2 separate regions of the Mus musculus genome follow, and region 1 is linked to region 2. The links are chromatin contacts, called in public HiChIP or PLAC-seq maps. All regions are on one chromosome and are shown on one strand. The core of a region is the stretch at or near the end of the contact, and the rest is flanking DNA. Distances in the headings are between cores, read along the strand shown. Region 1 has its middle 61 kb from the start of Gm23274. Region 2 has its middle 46 kb from the start of Pcmtd1.

Region 1 (7,304 bases), core at 492-2,991, 160 kb before region 2:
GGTCTTTCATTATCATCTTGAACTCATGGGGAATCCTCCTGGTGTCTCTCTCTCCATACAGTCCTCCTCCTGTGGTCCTCTTCCCCTCTTCTTCCTTCCCTCTCCCCCTCTCCCTCTTTCCCTTTTCCGTTATAACCCCCTCTTCCCCTCCCCCTCTCTCCCTCCATGTCTGTCTCTCCCCACCCCCCACCCCCTCCCTAATCTGGAAGTCCCAAATCCCATCCTAGTCACTTCAGCCCAGTTAATTGTCAGACCAACTTTTTATTGACCAATCTGAAGGTGAATGTTTACAATCTGAGAAGAATATTTACAAAACACTGATGCTACATAAAAATAACAATACCAAAGTCTGCCATGTATAGGAATTAGCATTTGCAAGGTTGAAATACAATCTTTACACAGCTTTTTGTCTCCTCCCTCAGGTCAGGGAGGAGACAAGTGATGATCCAGTCTCTGTCCTGGCAGTTATGTCTGTTGTTACAATTTCAGTAGAATCTACATCAGGAACTGCTGCAGCTCCTATGGGGTGAGTTGTATGGTCATAAGCTTTTTCCCAAACACACTGACAGGTTATTTCTTTGAAGCCTGTGAAATGAACCAATTTAAACCTAATTAGATTATATTAAAGGTAGGTTTATTGGGAAGCTGTTCCCTGGCTCCAAAGACCAAGGCCAAAGAAGTCGCCATGGGGAAGAGGAGGAGGGGAGGGAGAGAGAAGGAGAGAAAGAGTGTGAACTCAGAAAAAAGAGAAGAGAGGAGAAAGAGGAGGGAAGAGGGAGGAGGGGAAGAGAAAGGAGGGGGAGGGAGTGCAAGCGCCCTGAATGTCTAGATTTTATAGGGAGGAGCCTCAGAGGAAAGGGCAGCCTAGCCCTTGGGCTGGAAAGTTCTGAGTTGGGGGCAGGGTGTGCTAAGTAGAGGCCGGCCTTGAAGGAAGAACCTGGAGGCCAGGTCTGCTTTGATATGTAAAATATGCACAGCAGTCCTTTGTCCCAGGTTCCTGGAGGAGGAGGAGGAGGAGGAGGAGGAGGAGGAGGAGGAGGAGGAGGGGGAGGAGGAGGAGGAGGAGGAGGAGGTTAATAGAAAGGAGTATATAGAGGACAAAGAAGGTAATGCTATAGGGCAAATTCATCAAAAGAGAACAGGACACAGGAAAGGAACAGACCTATCCACGCCAGTCACTTTCCCAAGGGTTAGAATTGGGGCAAAGGCAGTCTCTCACAAAAATGAGTATGGAAACGACTGAAAGAAGGGGAGCTGCCGTCAGATTCTAAAGGAGACATTGACAAGGAGTTGCAGATAGGGTGGGCAGGGACAGCAGGGACTACAGTGATCCTTTTGAGTGGCAGCCACAGTGAGCCTTTTGAGTGGCAGCAGCAAGAGAGAGAGGAGGAGGTTGTGCAGATTGATGCAATCTGAACAAACTCCCCGAGCAGTCGGAAGGGGTGGGGCTTCGGGACTGAGGAAAGTGGAGAGTGGCAGGAAAGGGCCAAAACAGCAGAGGAGATAGGTGGAAGATTTGTTTGGGTAACTTTGCTAAGGGCGGTTGGAGAGGCAGAACCCACCTTGCTTATCGAGCACCAGAGACTTGGAGAGGAATTCAGGTTTGGAGAGGGAATCGGAAAAGGAAGCAATCTGGTTTCAGAGCTGGCGGTAAAAGCAGGCGGTTGCTGTTAACAACTGAAGGTGGCAGTGGGGCATTTTATAGCAGCAAGGGACCTGACTGGCCATGGTCATGGAGATTGGAAAGAGGGATGTGGGCGTGGCCTGCATTGATAGCTCAAAATGATCTGGCCTGAGAGGTGTGATCTGTAGCTCCAGTGCCTCAGAGGAAGAGAAGTGGCCACACAGTTACTGCTATGCCTGTGGAGGTTTCAAGCCACCGGCGGTGGAGCACAAGGCTTTACTCAGATCGCAGCGCAACACCTGTTGTAGGGCAGGGCTGGCTGTACTGACAGTGCACTCTCACTCACTGTAGGAACAGGGCTAGCCAGAGGTAATTTGCTGTTGAGGATTAGGGTTGGGCGGGGTGCAAAGTGCCCAGCAGTCAGCCACGGTGTTCCTACAGATCTGTGGCAGAAGTTTGAATGGCCCGAAAGCAGAAAGTGCAAGGGGAAAGTTTGGAGCTGTGATTAGAAGCAGGCAAGACTGTCAAGGAGGAGGGGACAGATGGAGGCATAGGACATCTAGGAAAGGGGAAGACAGACAGGTAGAAATGTGGGATGTCTCAAAGAGAGAAAAGAGCTATTTCTCCTTGTTTCTAACCTTATGTCCATAAAAGTGTAAAGGTTTTCATTTTATTTGGTTCTTAGGGAGTATGAGAGTTATTTCCAAGTGATAAGATAGATACATCAGTAATTTTGAGTGTGTGTTGGAGTTTTCAAATGGAAAGAATAGATTCCCTATACTAATAGTGACCTTGGGCCAGGCTCCTAGTAATAGACAATGCAGAGCCTGAACCAACTGTCTTCTGTAAACAGGCTAGACTCCTACTGGTAGGACTGGGACAGTAACCCAGCCCTAAAATCTATGACCCACTCCTTCCCCGCCTGCAAGATGCACTGAAACAATGGTGAAGCAGGGCTTTTGGATGTGCCCAGCCAATGACGACTGGTCAACACCACAAGAGGTAACCCATGCCTCACAGTATCTGGATAGCCTGGAACCAGAAGCTGGATAGCACAGAGACTAAAGATAGAATCAAACGCAACTGACAAAAGAAAAATAAAATTCCTAATGATATTTTGCTATACTTAGCCTAGCCCAAACATCATCAGAGAGAGTTAATCCAGCAACTGATATAAGCAAATGTAGGGACCCATAGCCAAACATTAGGCAGAGCTCAGGGAACACAGCAGAAGGGGGTGGAGATGGGGGTGGGGTTGTATGAGCCAGAGAGGAAAAGGACACCAAAAGAACACACTTCCTACGTAATCAATTAAGTGGATTGCCTTGTCCAGCCTTGAGATAAGGATTTGTGCCAAGTTTTATTTGAACTTGTTATGTCATGATCAGTTGATATCCTTGGGATGCCTGTTCTTTTCTGAAGGGAAATGGAAGAGGAATGGATCTGAGGGAGAGAGAATGAGGACAGAGGGGATTGGGAGGAATGGACAGGGAAGAAAGTTTAGTTACGATGTAATGTATAAGAGAAGAATGAATATTTTAAAAGGGCAGAAAAGAAAGCAGGCTGAGTAAGCCATGATAAGCAAGCCAATAATCAATCCCCTTCTCTGGCTTCTGCACCCTATGTATTACTGCCACCAGATGGCGCTATGATAGAAGTAGAAACCATAGGCATTCAGGCAACTTGTTCATGTAACTTACTCATAACTTCGTGACCTGCTCTGGTCCAATCATACATCTCTCCAGATTTCAAATAGACTCACTTAACACAAGTCTTTCTTGGTCGTGGTAGGAGCTAATTGCAATAATTTATCCTTTACCTTAGAAGGGATATTTCTGCATGTCCCACACTACTGAACTCATAAGAATTTCATTGAGGTGAATTTCACTGAAGGTGAGGCCCTTCAATTTCAGCTGGATTTATTTCCCATGCTCTAATGTGCATATATGTTACAAATTAGACCAAAATGGTTCCTATCTCCTGCTAATTTGGTTCAGTCTGCATAATGTCATTCATATAGTGCACCAACGTGATATTTTGTAGAAGAGACAGATTCCTTCAAACTAAGTTATGGCATGAGGTTAAAGAGTTACTATATCCTTGAGGTAAAACTGTAAATGTATATTTCCAGCCTTGCCAACGTAAAGCAAATGCTTCTGGTGGTCCTTATGGACAGGTACTAAGAAAAAGACATTTTCTAGATCAATAACTGTATACCATGTATGCTAGATAGTTTTCTGTCAACTTGAAACAAACTAAAGTCACTTTTAAGGAAAGAACCTCAATTAAGAAAATGCCTCCAGAGTTCCATCTCTGGTCAACACTGCTACTTGTAATTGAGGATCTGCAACAGACTTTCCAGCCCAGAGATATGCCTGCCTCCCTGGAGGTCTGCTCCCATCCAGGACAACCAAGTGAGACATTCCCCAATCCCCAGGCCGATGGGCCCCTGGCAAGCCCAGGAGCCCTGATGTCTGTCCTATCTATTTTGAGCCCAGTCTTCCAATTCAAATTTCTGCCTGTGCTCTGGGATCCCAGACCACAGCTCTTCCTGCCTCCTGGAAGGCCTGCTACCACCCACAGCAACCAGCCTCCAGAAGCATGCTATTCCTGCGGACTACCAGGAATGACCAGTTGGCTAAAGACAAGCACAAGAACACAATCAACAAGAGTCTGTACAATATGGCACCATCAGAACACAGCTCTCCTATTACAGCAAGACCTGGATATGCTAAACAATCTGAAGAACAGGGCTATGACCTTAAATCTCATCTTAGGAAAATTATAGAGGCCTTCAAAAGAGCAAATAAAAGAAACCGTTAAAGAAATACAGAAAAATACAATCAAAGAGGTAAAGGATATGAATAATACTGTTCAAGACCTGAAAAAAGGAATAAGAACAATAAAGAAAAAACAAACAGAGGCAACCTGGAGATGAAAAACCTAGGAAAAGAACAAGAACTATAAATGGAAGCACCACCAAAAAATATAAGAGATGGAAGAGAGAATCTCGAAGTATAGAAGATATAATAGAAGAAACTGATGCATCAGTCAAAGAAAATACCAAAACCAAAGTTTCTAACACAAAACACCCAGAAAATTTGGGACCAAACATAAGAATAATGAGAATAGAAGAGAGAGAAAATTCCCAATTCAAAGGCCGAGAAAATATTTTTGACAAAATCACCCAAGAAAACTTTCCTAACCTAGTGAAAGAGATGGCTATAAACATACAAGAAGCTTATAGAATACCAAATAGATTAGACAGGAAATAAAATTCACCCACCACATCATAATCAAAACACTAAATGTAAAGAACAAAGAAGGAATATTAAAAGCTACAAGGGGAAAAGGCCAAGTAACACCCAAAGGCTGACCTATCAGAATTATACCCAACTTCTCAACAGAGACTCTAAAAGCCAAAAGGTTTGGAACAGATGTCTTGCAGACCCTAAAAGACCATAGATGTCAGGCTAGAATCCTATACCCAGCAAAACTTTCAATCACCACAGATGGAGAAACCACGATAGTCCATGACAAAACTAAATTTAAACAATATCTTTCCACTAGTTCAGCCCTATAGAGGATACTAGAAGGAAAACTCCAATACAAGGTGGGTAAATACACCCAAGAAAACACAAGAAATTAATCATCTCACAGCAAAAGCAAAAGAAGATACACACACACACACACACACACACACACACACACACACGCAGTACCAGCACCAACATCAAAATAACCGGAAGTAACAGTCATTGGTCATTAATATCTCTCAACATTAATGAACTTAATTTACCAATAAAAAGACTCAAGCTAACACAGTGTGAACATAAACAGAATCCATTATTCTGCTGCATACAAAATACACACCTCAGCAACAAAGGTTTTTCAAGAAAATAAACTCAAGAAACAATCTTGAGGAAGTGGGGAGCAACAAACAAAAGAAACAATCTTGAGTAGCCATTCTAATATCTAAAAAAGTAGACTTTCAACAAAAATTAATCAGAAGAGATGAGGAAGGACACATCATACTCATCAAAAGAAAAAAATCCACCAAGACTTTCTAGAATTCTATTAAAATGAAGACACAACATACCCAAATTTATGGAACAAAATGAAAGCAATACTAAGACAAAAGTTCATAGTGCTAAGTACCTTCAAGAGAAATTGGAGAGAGCTCTTACGAGCTAATATTAACTATACACTTGAAAAATCTGGAACAAAAAGATGCGAAGACACCAATAGAATAGACAGCAGGGAATAGTCAAATTCAAGGCTGAAACCAAACAATTAGAAACAAAAGAGCAATACAAAGAATCAACAAAACCAAGAGCAGACTCTGAGAAAAATCAACAAGATCAACAACACTTTAGCCAAACTAACTAAAAGGTAGAGACAGTACCCAAACTAACAAAATAGAAATGAAAAGGGACCATAACAATGGACACTGAGGAGATTCAAAGGATCATTAGGCCTTATTTCAAAAGCCTGTACTCCACTAACTTGGAAACACTAAATGAAATGAACAATTTTCTAGACAGATACCAATTACCAAAGTTAAATCAAGATCAAGGAAGCTATCTAAATACTCCTATAACTACTAAGGAAATAGAAGCAGTCATTAAATGTCTCCCAAATAAAAGTAGCCCAGGGCCAGATGGTTTTACTTCAGAATTCTACTGTTACGTCCTCCCAGCCTAGCTAGGCTGGCCTCAGATCATCGCCACTTAGGCTGAGCCACCTGCTGTGCTGCTTCTCATCCCTCTCCTTTGATGTGCCACTACATGCCTGAGGCAGAACCTGCCTGAGGTCTAACCAGTTCTCTGAGATTTTCCAGAGTTAGCACCGAACTGTGATCTTCACGAGTTCCTACTAAAAGGCTGATTTGTCAACTTCAAAGGAACTTTGAGTGGCTGGGAATGGACATCCCTTCTTCTTTATAAAGTGTGTTCCCCGACATTAAAGTTGAACCTTGACCAGACTATTTATCTTGGTTCCATTCTTTCTCTCTTCGCCTAGATTCCCTCTTTTCTTCCAGATTCCAAGATGCCTTCCAGGCTCGAACCCGGACATGTGAGCCGCTGGCCAGCCTCAGCATTCTACCAGATTTTCAAATACTCCTCAAATTATTCCATAAAATAGAAACTAAAAGAACTCTGCCAAATTCATTCTATGAGGCCACAGTCACCTTGATATCTAAACCACACAAAGACCCAAAAAAGAAAGAGAATTTCATACCAAGCTACCTCACGAACCTTGACACAAAAGTACTCAATAAAATACTTGCAATGTGACTCCAAGAACACATGAATGACATCATCTACCATGATCAGGTCTGCTTCATCCCAGGTATTCAGAAGTGGTTCAATATATGTAAAGTATCAATGCAATCCACCATATAAACAAACTGAAAGAAAAAAACTTATCATCTTATTAGATGCAGAAAAGGTCTTAGACAAAACTCCAACACCCCTTCATGTTAAAAGTCTTGGAGAGATCAGGGATAAAAAACACAAATCTAAACATAATAAAGGCAATGTACAGCAAGCCAATAGTTGACATCAAATTAAATGGGGAGAAACTTAAAGCAATTTCACTAAAATCAGGGACAAGACAACACTGTCTACTCTTTCTCTATCCTTTCAGTATAGTACTTGAAGTTCTAGCTAGAGCAATA
Region 2 (7,288 bases), core at 549-3,048:
AACTTTATTAGCAAATTAATTGTACTCAATGTTAATATTTTACAAGTTATTAAAATTTCATTGCTGATAATTTAAAGGACAGTTTTAATTAATAAGCACTTACTACTCAACATTATGATGCCCATATTTAAGCTGTTATTTCTCCTTACTTAAATCACTTTTCAGTGCCTACCAATACCATCTTTTTTTTTTTTTTTTTTAATAGTTTTTTTTTTTTTAATATTTATTTATTTATTATATGTAAGTACACTGTAGCTGTCCTCAGACACACCAGAAGAGGGAGTCAGATCTTGTTAGGGATGGTTGTGAGCCACCATGTGGTTGCTGGGATTCGAACTCTGGACCTTCGGAAGAGCAGTCAGGTGCTCTTACCCACTGAGCCATCTCACCAGCCCAATACCATCTTTTTCTTTTTTTTAATTACTTTTATTTTTTTATAGTCCAGCTATTGCCCTCCTCCCAGTCCCCCTTCCCACAGTTTCTTATCCCATTTCTTCTCTCCCTAGTCTCCAAGAGGAAGCCCCCACCATCAGGAATCCCCCAATACCATCTTTATTATTATTTATTTATTTATTTATTTATTTATTTATTTATTTATTTTTGGTTTTTCGAGACAGGGTTTCTCTGTGTAGCCCTTGCTGTCCTGGAACTCACTCTGTAGACTAGGCTGCCCTTGAACTCTGAAATCCACCTGCCTCTGCCTCCCAAGTGCTGGGATTAAAGGCGTGCACCCCCACCCCCCCGCCCCCGGCCCCCAATACCATCTTAAATCAAGAAAGTTCCTACAAAAGTGATGGTAGATGTAGAAAAAGTCTTGTTTGGATTCATGTTTGAAGAATCAGTGCACTTTGAGATCAATCTGGTTTCTGTTGGTGGATTATGACCACATTTATTCCCATTTTGGTGTTAGGAGAACACTTTCTTGATTTAAGATGGTATTGGGGGATGCCTGGTGGGGGCATCCTCTGGAGACTGGGGGGAGGAGGAATGGGATAAGGAGCTGGGACTGGGAGATGGGCAACAGATTGACTGTAAAAAAAAATAAAAGAAATTACAAAAAAGAAAAAGATGGTATTGGTAGGCACTGATGTACCTACCAATGTAAAACTAATGTAACTACAGTTTTTAAGGCAGAGCCTGGGGTCTAGCAGCCTCTAGGCTCAAACACCTGGCACGAATATCTCAAGTAAGAAGTTAGGTAAAAAGCGCTTTATTCATCATGTCCACATTTGAAAAGAGGAAGCAATAAAGGGATCTTGTGACCCTGAATTTGTCTTTGGGGTACCTGTAACAGCTTTATGTTCAGATAAAGTAAAACAGGGCAGGAGAAGCTGTCCATGATGGTATTAGCCTGTAATACCAGCACTCAAAAGGCAGAGGCAGGAAGTTGATCTACATAGGCATTACAGGCAGGGAGGCAAGAGGTATGTGTAACTAAGGTGTGGTCTGTTGATCACTGCCTTAGTTCTGGTCCTGCAAGTTCATCCTGAAAAGGTCTGTTGTTGCAGTCACAGTTGAGGTACAAGATGGTTCTCACATTGGTTGTTTCTGCTGCAGTTTTTGCCCTCCCAGTTATGGATAATTGTCACCACTTGGGTGTAGTCTGCCCCGCAGGTTTATATATATCTTGGGGTAGTCTAAGTTCCATGTCATAAAGATTTATTCTTCAGTCCTGTTTTTCAAGTGGCCCAATCATATGAACTAATGTTGGGGTTAGAGGGGCAGCCACACCTATGTTAAAAATTCTACAGGGCTGAAGGATTAGAATTCCTGCTTTGGGAGAGGAGTAATGTTGCAGATTATCTTAGACTGTCTTTGTCCTTTATGACCATAGACTGCCAAGTTGTTTGTCTGATCTAACATCCCTAGACTCTTCATGCTGTCTGGCACTTTCTGGTGTGATCCAAAATACAGAACTGGACAGTAGTAAGTGACAACTAAGACACAGAATAAGGAAAGAGACATTTCCAAGGAAATTGCTTCAGTGTCTGATTTTCCTTCCTGCCCTATTCCTCGTCTACATTTAGAGATGTGTCTTCTTTAAAAATCTAGTATTCTTTCATTGTTTGTTCTACATTTTTACCAGTTGTTCTACATTTGGCTATAACCTTTTGCTGGGTATTTAAGATCATGTTTTTTAAAAAGACTTTTTTCTTTCTTTCTTTCTTCCTTTCTTTCTTCCTTTCTTTCTTTCTTTCTTTCTTTCTTTCTTTCTTTCTTACTTTCTTTCTTTCTTCTTTGCTTTTTTTCTTTTTTCTTTTTTAATTGTTTAGATCAGCCAAGACTTGATCTTGTATCCCGGTCTCTCAGAGTCCAGTCTGAGTAAGGGGAAAAGGTCAAGTAACATATAAAGGCAGGCCTATTAGAATTACACCAGATTTCTTACCAGAGACTATGAAAGCCAGAATATCCTGAACAGAGGTTATAGAGACCCTAAGACAACCCAAATGTCAGTCCAGGCTAATATACCAAGCAAAACTCTCAGTTACCATAGATGGAGAAACCAAAGTATTCCATGACAAAACCAAATTCTTATAATATCTTTCCACGAATCAAGCCCTTCAAAGGATAATAAAGGAGAAACTACGACACAAGGAGGGAAGTTACACCCTAGAAAATGCAAGAAAGTAATCCTTAAACAAACCTAAAGAAGATAACTGCAAGAACAGAATCCCACCTCTAGCAACAAAAATAACAGGAAGCAACAATTACTTTTCCTTAATATCTCTTAACATCAATGGACTCAATTCCCCAGTAAAAAGACATAGACTAACCAACTGGCTACATAAACAGGACCCAACATTTTGCTGCATACTGGAAACCCACCTCAGGGACAAAGTCAGACACTACCTCGGAGTAAAAGGCTGGAAAACAGATTTCCAATCAAATGGCCCAAAGAAACAAGCTGGAGTAGCCATTATATTATCGAATAACATTAACTTCCAACCCAAAGTTATCAAAAAAGACAAGGAGGGGCACTTCATACTCACCAAAGATAAAATTTTCCAAGATGAATTCTCAATTCTGAATATCTGTGCTCCAAGTGCAAGAGCATCCACATTCATTAAAGAACTATAGTAAAGCTCAAAGCACACATTGCACTGTACACAATAATAGTGGGAGACTTCAACACCCCACTCTCATCAATGGGCAGTTCCTGGAAACAGAAACTCAACAGATACACATAGAAACTAACAGAAGTTATGAAACAAATGGATTTAACAGATATCTACAGAACATTTTATCCTAAAACAAAAGAATATACCTTCTTCTCAGCATCTCATGGTACCTTCTCCAAAATTGACCATATAATTGGTCACAAAACAGGTTTTAACAGATACAAAAATATTGAAATTATCCCATGCATACTATCAGATCACCACAGACTAAGGCTAATCTTCAATAACAACATAAATAATAGAAAGCCAATATTCACGTGGAAACTGAACAACACTCTACTCAATGATACTTTGGTCAAGGAAGAAATAAAGAAATTAAAGGCTTTTTAGAGGTTAATGAAAATGAAGCCACAACATACTCAAACTTATGGGACACAATGAAAGCAGTCCTAAGAGGAAAACTCATAGCTCTGAGTGCCACCAAAAAGAAACTAGAGAGAACATACACTAGCAGCTTGACAGCACATCTAAAAGCTCTAGAACAAAAGGAAGCAAATTCACCCAAGAGGAGTAGACGGCAGGAAATAATCAAACTCAGGGCTGAAATCAACCAAGTAAAAACAAAAAGAACTATACAAAGAACCAACAAAGCCAGGAGCTGATTCTTTGAGAAAAGTCAATAAAATACATAAACCCTTAGCCAGACTAACTAGAGGCACAGAGACGGTATCCTCATTAACAAAATCATAAATGAAAAAGGAGACATAACAACAGAACCTGAGGAAATCCAAAACATCATCAAATCCTACTACAAAAGCCTATGCACAACAAAACAGGAAAACCTGGATGAAATGGACAATTTTCTAGACAGATACCAAGTACCAAAGTTAAATCAGAATCAGATTAATGATCTAAACAGTCCCCTATACCCTAAAGAAATAGAATCAGTCATTAATAGACTCCCAACCAAAAAAAGCCCACGACAAGCTAGGTTTAGTGCAGAGTTCTATCAGACATTCAAAAAAGACCCAATTTCAATTCTCCTCAAACGATTCCACAAAATAGGAATCGAAGGTACTCTACCCAATTGATTCTATGAAACCACAATTACTTTGATACCTAAACCACATGAAGACCCAACAAAGAAAGAGAACTTCAGACCAATTTCCCTTATGAATATCGATGAAAAAATACTTAGTAAAATTCTCACAAACCAAATACAAGAACACACCAAATGATCATCCAACATGATCAAGTAGGCTTCATCTCAGGGATGCAGGAATGATTCAATGTATGGAAATACATCAACATAATCCAATATATAAACAAACTCAAAGACAAAAACCACACAGTCATCTTGTTAGATGCTGAAAAAGCATTTGACAAAATCCAACACCCCTTCATGATACAAGTCTTGGAAAATTCAGGAATTCAAGGCCCATATCGAAACATAATAAAAGCAATATACAGCAAACCAGTAGCCAACGTCAAAGTAAATGGAGAGAAACCTGAAGCAATCCCACTAAAATCAGGGACTAGAAAAGGCTGCCCACTTTCTCCCTACCTATTCAATATAGTTCTTGAAGTCCTAGCCAGAGCAATTAGACAACAAAAGGAGATCAAGGGGATACAAACTGGAAAGGAAGAAGTCATAATATCTCTCTTTACAGATGATATGATGATATATATAAGTGACCCTAAAAATTCCACCAGAGAACTCCTAAACCTGATAAACAACTTTGGTGCAATAGCGGAATATAAAATTAACTCAATCAAATCAGTGGCCTTTCTCTACACAAAGAATAAATAGGCTGAGAAAGAAATTAGGGAAACAACACCCTTCACAATAGTCACAAATAATATACGTTAGTGTGACTCTAACTAAGGAAGTGAACTATCAGTATGATAAGAACTTCAAGTCTCTGAAGAAAGAAATTGAAGATCTCAGAAGATGGAAAAATCTCCCATCCTCATGGATTAGCAAGATTAATATAGTAAAAATGGCTATCTTGCTGAAAGCAATCTACAGATTCAATGCAATCCCCTTCAAAATTCCAACTGAATTGCAAATTCATCTGGAATGACAAAAATCCTAGGATAGCAAAAACTATTCTCAACAATAAAAGAACCTCTGGTGGAATCACCATGCCTTACCTCAAGCTGTACTACTGGGCTATTGAGATATAAACTGTATGGTACTGGTACAATGACAGACAGGTAGAGCAAAGGAATAGAATTGAAGACCTAGAAATGAACTGACACACCTATGGTCACTTGATCTTTGACAAAGGAGTTAAAACCATCCAGTGGAAACAAGACAGCATTTTCAACAAATGTGTTGGCTGAACTGGTGGTTATCATGTAGAAGAATTCGGGTTGATCCATTCTTATCTCCTTGTACAAAGTGGATCAAAGACCTCCACATAAAACCAGAGACACTGAAACTTATAGAGGAGAAAGTGGGGGAAAGCCTCGAAGATATGGGCACAGGGGAAAAATTCCTGAACAGAACAGCAATGGCTTCTGCTATAAGATTGAGAATCGACAAATGGGACCTCATAAAATTGCAAAGATACTAAGAAAAAAAAAGTCAAAAGATGCTGTCAATAAGACAAAAAGACCACCAACAGATTGGGAAAGGGTCTTTACCAATCCTAAATCTGATAGGGGACTAATATCCAATATATACAAAGAACTCAAGAAGCCAGACTCCAGAAAATCAAATAACCCTATTTAAAAATGGGATACAGAGCTAAACAAAAAATTCTCAACTGAGGAATACCGAATGCCTGACAGGCACCTGAAAAAATGTTCAACATCGTTAATCATCAGGGAAATGCAAATCAAAACAACCTTGAGATTCCACCTTACACCACTCAGAATGGCTAAGATCAAAAATTCAGGTGATAGCAGATGGTGGGGAGGATGTGGAGAAAGAGGAACACTCCTCCATTGCTGGTGGTATTGCAAGCTGGCACAAGCACTCTAGAAATCAGTGTAGCAGTTCCTCAGAAAATTTGACATAGTACTACTGGAAGATCCAATACCACTCCTGGGCATATTCCCAGAAGATGTTTCCAACTTGTAATAAGGACATATGTTCCACTATGTTCATAGCAGCCTTATTTACAATAGCCAGAGCTGGAAAGAACCCAGATGTCCCTCAACAGAGGAATGGATACAGAAAACGTGGTACATTTACACAATGGAGTACTCCTCAGCAACTTTAAAAAATGAATTTATGAAATTCTTAGGCTAATGGATGGATCTGGACAATATCATCCTGAGTGAGGTAACAGAATCACAAAAGAACACACATGATATTCACTCACTGATAAGTACATATTAGCCCAGAAACTTGGAATACCGAAGATACAATTTGCAAAACACATGAAATTGAAGATGAAGGAAGACAAAAGTGTGGATACTTTGTTCCTTCTTAGAATGGGGAACAAAATACCCATGGAAGGAGTTACAGAGACAAAGTTTGGTGCTGAGATGGAAGGAAGGACCATCCAGAGACTGCCCCTCCTGAGGATCCATCCCATAAATATCCACCAAACCAAGACACTATTGCATATGCCAGCAAGATTTTGCTTACAGAACCCTGATATAGCTATTTCTTTTGAGGCTATGCCAGTGCCTGCCAAATACAGAAGTGGATGCTCACAGACATCTATTAGATGGATCACAGGTACCCCAATGAAGGAGCTAGAGAAAGTACCCAAGCAGCAACCTTATAGGAGGAACAACAATATCAACTAACCAGTACTCCCTCCCACCCCCAGAGCTTGTGTCTCTAGTTGCATATGTAGCAGAAGATGGCCTAGTCGTCTATCAATGGGATGAGAGCCCTTGGTCTTGCGAAGGTTATAAGCCCCAGTACAGGGGAATGCTAAGGCCAGGAATTGGGAGTGGGTGGGTTGGGGAGCGGGGGAGGGGAGGAGGTTATATGGGACTTTAGGGATAGCATTTGAAATGTAAATGAAGAAAATATCTAACAATAATAATAATAGTAGTAATATTAATAAAAGATCAGCCAAGATTCCTCAGGAGCTATTCTTCGGGACAGAGAGGAGTGCCTGGTCCCTATAGTTCCTTTGCCAGTTGAACCATGTGCTGGCATGGCTCAAGGCTCAAGTTCTTGCTGGCCATATGGCTCCTTGAAG

What was found. HiChIP or PLAC-seq counts read pairs in DNA pulled down with a chosen protein or histone mark.
Region 1: a contact with region 2 is called in an H3K27ac HiChIP or PLAC-seq map of embryonic stem cells, with 16 read pairs. The contact joins two enhancer-like sites. A contact is called at or near these places in 1 of 15 datasets of contacts at CTCF or cohesin (the NIH/3T3 cell line), 1 of 484 Hi-C or Micro-C datasets (olfactory sensory neurons), 2 of 115 datasets of contacts at active chromatin or transcription factors (both in embryonic stem cells) and 1 of 9 other capture datasets (embryonic stem cells).

What each region holds. Positions count from the first base shown.
Region 1 is chr1:7,200,913-7,208,216 of GRCm38.p6, reverse strand. No RefSeq gene overlaps it. Among named protein-coding and RNA genes, the nearest start is that of Gm23274, 61 kb to the left of the region's middle. Within about 2 kb of position 1,741, at least 98 of the 459 cell types and tissues checked have an H3K27ac peak or open chromatin away from gene starts, as enhancers often do. A contact at or near this core is called in embryonic stem cells, where this site is marked.
Region 2 is chr1:7,039,606-7,046,893 of GRCm38.p6, reverse strand. No RefSeq gene overlaps it. Among named protein-coding and RNA genes, the nearest start is that of Pcmtd1, 46 kb to the left of the region's middle. Within about 2 kb of position 1,798, at least 12 of the 459 cell types and tissues checked have an H3K27ac peak or open chromatin away from gene starts, as enhancers often do. A contact at or near this core is called in embryonic stem cells, where this site is marked.